Regions from separate parts of the Mus musculus genome. Here region 2 is linked to region 1. Evidence: chromatin contacts called from public HiChIP or PLAC-seq data. All regions are on one chromosome and are shown on one strand. Each heading gives the region's core, a stretch centred on a gene start, on an enhancer-like site or on the middle of the called end of the contact. The rest is flanking DNA. Distances are from core to core; before and after follow the strand shown. Region 1 overlaps Gm33363 (a long non-coding RNA gene). Region 2 has its middle 16 kb from the start of 4930432M17Rik.

Evidence for each region. HiChIP or PLAC-seq counts read pairs in DNA pulled down with a chosen protein or histone mark.
Region 2: a contact with region 1 is called in a FOXA1 HiChIP or PLAC-seq map of pancreatic cancer cells. The contact joins two enhancer-like sites. A contact is called at or near these places in 1 of 484 Hi-C or Micro-C datasets (liver), 1 of 115 datasets of contacts at active chromatin or transcription factors (pancreatic cancer cells) and 1 of 9 other capture datasets (adipose tissue).

The regions. Positions count from the first base shown.
Region 1 is chr3:121,370,647-121,373,839 of GRCm38.p6, reverse strand. Gm33363 (a long non-coding RNA gene) reads right to left here. Exons shown (of 4, transcript XR_867593.1): 2 at 323-439. Among named protein-coding and RNA genes, the nearest start is that of Gm33363, 3.2 kb to the right of the region's middle. Within about 2 kb of position 1,784, at least 56 of the 459 cell types and tissues checked have an H3K27ac peak or open chromatin away from gene starts, as enhancers often do. A contact at or near this core is called in pancreatic cancer cells, where this site is marked.
Region 2 is chr3:121,685,043-121,687,926 of GRCm38.p6, reverse strand. No RefSeq gene overlaps it. Among named protein-coding and RNA genes, the nearest start is that of 4930432M17Rik, 16 kb to the right of the region's middle. Within about 2 kb of position 1,341, at least 53 of the 459 cell types and tissues checked have an H3K27ac peak or open chromatin away from gene starts, as enhancers often do. A contact at or near this core is called in pancreatic cancer cells, where this site is marked.

The DNA of each region.
Region 1 (3,193 bases), core at 535-3,034:
CTACAATCAACATTCTTCGGTTTGGAAGGATCCGAAGAGTTTTTCTGTGACATATACTCGTGTGTGTGTGTGTGTGTGTGTGTGTATGGCATCTGCATTTATAGTGTTCATACATACATGAGTATATGGGATCATGCGGGGACATGTGCATGACTGTACATGTGACAGCCAGATGCCTTCCTTACTCATTCTCCACTCACTGCGACAGAGTCTCTCACTGAACCCAGAGCTCGCAGGCCAGCCAACTCTGTGGGGATTCCTGCCTCCACCTCTCCCCTGCTGGGATTGGAGGCAGGCCACCACTCCCACCTTGATTTCTTACCTATATCCATCCCAGTGATCTGGACTCTGTCTGACAACTGATTTCTCCAGTGAGCCATCCCCCAGTCCTGCAGTTTGGGCGTTCATCACCAGCAGTCCCATCGTTAGCTATATTTCCCTAGAGATTGCAAATGTATTTCATGAAAACAAACAAACAAACCACAATATTCACAACATCATTACATAAAACAGCCCCAAACCAGGAATTACTGAAATGTCCGTCAACTATTAAATGGGTAAATGAAATGTGCCAGGTAGAGACAGACAATGGAATATTATTCAATCGATAAAAGGAATGGAATAGGGACTAGGGAGATGGCTCAGTCAAATGTGCTTGTCATGTAAGGATGAAGGCCAGAGGTCAGGCTCCCAGCGCCCATGTGATAAATCAGGCATAGCAGCATGTTCCTGCAGTACAGTTCAGGGTTAGGGGCAGCAGAGAGATGCTGATCAACAGAACTTGCTGGCCAGCCAGTCTATCTCTACCAGTAAACTCAAATTCAGTGAAAAAAACCACATCTCAAAGAATAAGATGGAGGGTGACTGAGAAGGACATTGTACTTCAGTATGTATAGTTACATGCACTCATGAGTGTGTACATACCCTATACCACACACATACACACCATACACTACCACACACACACACGCACACATGCACTGTATTCTATCAGTGAAACTTGAAAATACTATGTTAAGTGAAAGAAGCTAGTAACAAAAGACAAATAAATCCTTCTTATAAATGACCAATCCACAGAGAGAAATTGGGCCAGCAGAATCCGAGGGCAGTGGAAGGTGACATGGAAGAGTTACTTCTAACACATGTGAGTTATGTGTGTCTGGAATTCGTAATCATGGTCATACAACTGTGAATGTACTAAAACCCACTGAACTACACATGGGTGGATTTTATGTGAATTATATCCCAGTGGAAACCACTATGGCCAGCATGGAATAACTTGCTCCTTCAAGCTCAGTAAAGTGGTCTCATTTTTAATCACACCAGCATGGCCTCTCCTGCCCCCTGGGCCAGTGTGACGGAAATGTACTAGACTTTTTTTTCTTTTTTTTCCAGACAAGGTCTCACTATGTAGGCCTGGCTCTCCTGGAACTCCCTATGTAGAACAAAGAGACTGGCCTCAAACTCGCAGAGATCCCATGCCTCTGCCTCTCAAGTGCTGGGGTCAAAGGCATGCACCATGTCTGGCATTATAGTTTTCAAATTGGTCTTTTACGCCTCAGCTTCTCTCTTCCCTCTGAACTGTCTTTTCCTGAATTTGAGGTCCTTAGCTACTTGGAACACACCTGAAGTGACATTTGCACTCAGAGTCCTGATATGATCACTCTCTGGAAGAGTGAACCCAGCCACACTGCAGAGGAACTCAAGGCTCACGGATGGGCAGGCTGTGCGTAGACACCGTGTTGACAGATCTTAGTACAAACTTGAGTCATGGTGCTTCAGGCCTTGGATCTTCGAGCTGAGCCTGTTGAGTCACTCCTAGCCCTTTTAGTGTCCTCCACCCCCCTGTCTCCCCACTGAAGCTCAGACACCATGAAGCTGAAGAAGCCTTTCCTTCTAGACCCTGTGAAGTGCTGACCCACAGAGTCTGTGGGCTTCATTAAATGATGCTTGTTTCCCACCGCTAATTTGTAAATTGATGCAGAGCAACAGGTAATTAGGGCCGGAAATACAGCTAAGTCTAATGTGTGCATGGTTTCCAGCCTGGCACTGCAAATAAAATGAAAAGCTAACTGGAAAAATAACTTTCAGAAGAAGCCAGTTTCTCCAAGTTCGGTTACTTTGGCTTACTATTAAAAGAGGAAGCAATCTCTTGCCCCCAAGGCGAATGGAAGATGTGCTCCTACATCAGGAGAGGAACAGGATTTTTCTCTTCCCCTCCTTGGGTTGGCCTCATGTCACAGTGAAAGAGAAACCAGTGGATGCTTGGAAATCTTTTAACCATATGCAGATGAATAAGCAAATGGCTGGACTCGAATCCTAATCTCTTTTCCTTTCCTGTGGAGCTGAGATTTTTGTTTCCACTCTTAAACTGGAGCCTTTGAAACAGAAGTCATGTGTCTCTTAACATGACGATTAGCAGCAAGAATGTGAAAAAGGAGATAGCCAGGAAGTGTGAAGCCTTAATTAACACCCAAGTCATTTGCCTGAAAGCAAGAACAATGTTTTTGGCAGGGAAGTATGAAATCAGCTTTTCTGTCTATTTGGAACTCTCAAAGCCCACCCCCCACCTTAGTCTTTTAAAATATTGATTTCACGTTTAATGACTTTATAAAAAGAACTTTAAAAAAGTTTTCAGCCTGGCTCCCGTGACTGAGACATGGTCATCTTCTGTAAGAATTTGGGGGGGGGGGCTCGCCCCATTTCAGGGCCCCATGTGGCTGCAGACCCTCTGGAGATACAAATACTGGCTAGAATAAAACTGAAGAAAAGCCAAGCAACAGCAGGAGGGATGGAAGAGGCTGGAACGGCAGGCTCTTGTCTCTTCTCAAAAAGAGGGGGTGTGGGGGGAGATGGCTTCGTTCTTCGTTCAAGAGAAGGGAAGGGAAAGAAGACAGTTTATGGAAATACTATACACAGAGCTGTCCGGGAGACGTCGACAAATCAAAAGCCCAAACCAGTCCTTATCCGGTCCCAACCTAGTAGGCAGATTAAAAGAGGCTCAGTTCTCAAACTGATTTTTCCTGAATTATCTGGGCCTAAGATCATGCAGAGTATGTGAACGGGCCTGAGCCATGGTCACCGACAGTCCACAAGCATGCAGGCTGAGCCAATAGAGGCCAGACAGACAGAGCGAGACTAAAATGCTCTCCTTAAGATCTTACTGAAAGTCTTCTGACTCCCAGGTCTGTCA
Region 2 (2,884 bases), core at 92-2,591, 310 kb before region 1:
TCTAGGGAGCCCGGTGGCACTTGGATCCCACTGTGATTCCTGCCTCTCTGTTTTGCCCTTTGGAGTAGTTTAACAGCAGTTTGATTGGGAAACAGTGGTATTTGTGGACACTTGTGGCTGAGGTGAGAGATGGTGACAGCTTTGTATAAAGATTAGTGGCATGGCGGGGTAAGTGCAGAAAACCAGAATAAAAGTTGATGGACAATCCTTTCTGGATCCCAAGGGCAGAGCCACTATGGTTGAATGAACTCAGTGTCATAGCTTTGTGAGACTTCTCAGGAGGTTTCTCTCTTATTCTATCCTGGAAATGATTTTTCAGCTTCTTCCCCACTGAAAATACAGCGATTGTGAGGTTAAAGGAGACCCTATGTGTTGGCCTTCTAAAATAGGGCCTAGGGCATTCTAAATTTTAATGCATGTTAGCTGTCATCCCCATGACCATCAGAGCTGTGCATACTTCTAGCATTAATGACGTTAATACCTACTGCTCCACTGGAAGAGATCTCAGCTGCCATCCTCTCTGGTGAGGATAGCCCCCATTCCCCAGAAGCCATTAGGAAATGCTGTCCTCTGGCCACTATACCTCTAAGCAGCCTGTCCTTGTGCCCTCAGGAACCCTTCAAAGGCTCCCAAAAGACTTGAAGATGAAACAAATCAATGAGGAAAAGAGGCATCCAAGCATAAGTGAGGGCATGATTCAAAAGGTGTGATTCTCCATTTAAAGTTATAAAATCTGTGTATGTTCATCCCTTTGGCCCTAATGAATCAAACCCAAGGATGAGAGGAAGAGGGAGGCCTTGGAAGACCCCAAAGCTGTGGATACCTAACTTCTCTAGACCTCTCTCAGTCTTCTAGACAGCAGGAAGTGTGGGTGACTGCTCTGCCCCCCTGAATCCGAGGACCTGGGTACACTGCTAGAGTTACTCATCCTTCATGAGGTAACCTTGTTTTATTTGTTCTTGTATGTGTGAGCCATATAATTTTCTTCTTCCAAAGTTGTTAACGATGAGACTGTAGCCAATCACCCCACATAAAAGGAGGCTGACACTTTCTCACTCTTAAGCTTGGTAATGAGTCTGGCTGGGAGCCAGGCATGGAAGTGACTCACCTCTCCCCTCCTGTGTTAATGAGGTTTTACTGCCTTCAATCCTGACTCAAAGTAGCTCAGAGAAAAGTGGGGATCATAGATGCTGTGCTGGAGTGTTGCTATATAATGACATACTCAGGTGATAAGCCAATAGGAGCTACTCTAGCAGGCCCACCATCCCTCCGAGCCTGCTGCAGACACAGCCCGGTTCCTACAATGGGCATCTATTCCCCTTGTCCTCATCTGCCAGGATGCGGTGACCAAACTCCGACATTCTCTTGAAAGCCTAATCAGGCTCTTTAAGACAACTAGTGGGCTGGATTCTAATCAGTCATTGGCACTTTCCCCAGATTTCTAATACCAGCCACTTTGGCTCTTCTTAGGGATACTAATGAGAGACCTGACCCAGGGGAGGGCTCCAGCAAAACAAAGTTACTGGGGGACTTTCTGTGTAGTTTTCCTTTTTTAGTTAAATGACTGTTCTGGGCCACACCAAGGATCCTGGCCCTTTAGAAGCTAGCCAATCCTTCATTCAATACACATTATCTACCACCAACTAAGTATAGACTTTGAGGATCGAGAGACAAAGCACATAGTTCCTTTTGTTGAACTTTAAGGTCAAGTCTCAGGGAGCTGGTAAGACTATGGCAGTTGTGTGTGTATGAGGTCACCAGTATTGGGTGGTGCCTTTAGTGCAAGCTCAGAGACATCAAGGGATCACCTGAGAGGGACCCCAGAAAAGGTGTGAGAAAGTAAATGGTTCCTACAGATTCAGGGGACACCTAAACAGAAGGACCATGAATGGAGAAAGGACAGCATGTAAGAAGAATGTATAATAAAGATGGCTTGCTATGACAACTCACATTACCCACCCTTTTCCATCTTTCTGGCCATGAAGATGGAAGGTACTTCTCTGTCTCACAGACAACTTTGTCTCGCCCCCCCCCTTCCCTACAACCCCCCAAGGTTTCATTCAGCCTAAGGCTGACCTGGAATTCTTACATGAACTTCAGATCCACCTGCCTCTACTTCCCCAATGCTAGGATTACAGGTCTGCACCACTATGCCCAGTTCATATGGTACAGAGGATGGAACACAGGCAAACACAAGCTAGGCGAGCACTCTACCATCTGGGCTATGTCCTGCAATTTTGTGGCAGTTCTGATCAGTGGATGTGTAGAGGGGATGGCTGGGCCTGGCCCATGGCAGCCTCTTGGGTGTCCTCTTTACACGCTGGACTGTTTCAGCTTGTTGTGCCAGAGGAATCAGGTCATGAAGGAGCTCCAGTGTCACCTGAAGTGATTCCAAGTGAGGGGGCAGCTAATAAGGAGCTGAGCCCAGGGAAGTGACCCAGCTCCAGCCCACCAGAGCTATCTACCATAAGATAGCAACCATCCATCTGAAGTTCCTCTTGGCTCTGTCTCTCCCTTATTCCAACCCCTCCTGACCCACGCTCTAATCCCGTGATGCCTCCCTCTGTCCCTGTCCTCCTTCTTGCTGTCCCCTCCTTGCTTTCCTCCTCCCCTCTGGGGCCTCCAACCTTCGTATTCCTTTAGCCATGTTGTTGATTGTGAGCCCAGGGCAGAGGGCTCAACAAGCAGTTACCAACCAGGTCACTGGTTTGAATCTTCTCGGTCAGTATAACCTTCAGCTACTTTGTTCTTGGTCCCGGATGCCGTGAAAGTTAAACATTCACTCAGAATTAGCTGTCAATGTTTCTGTGACAATCAACCCATGAGCCTGTTCTTTTTAAGCTGGTTACTGACTACAGAGGAGTGAAAAGGACCCACATGAGGA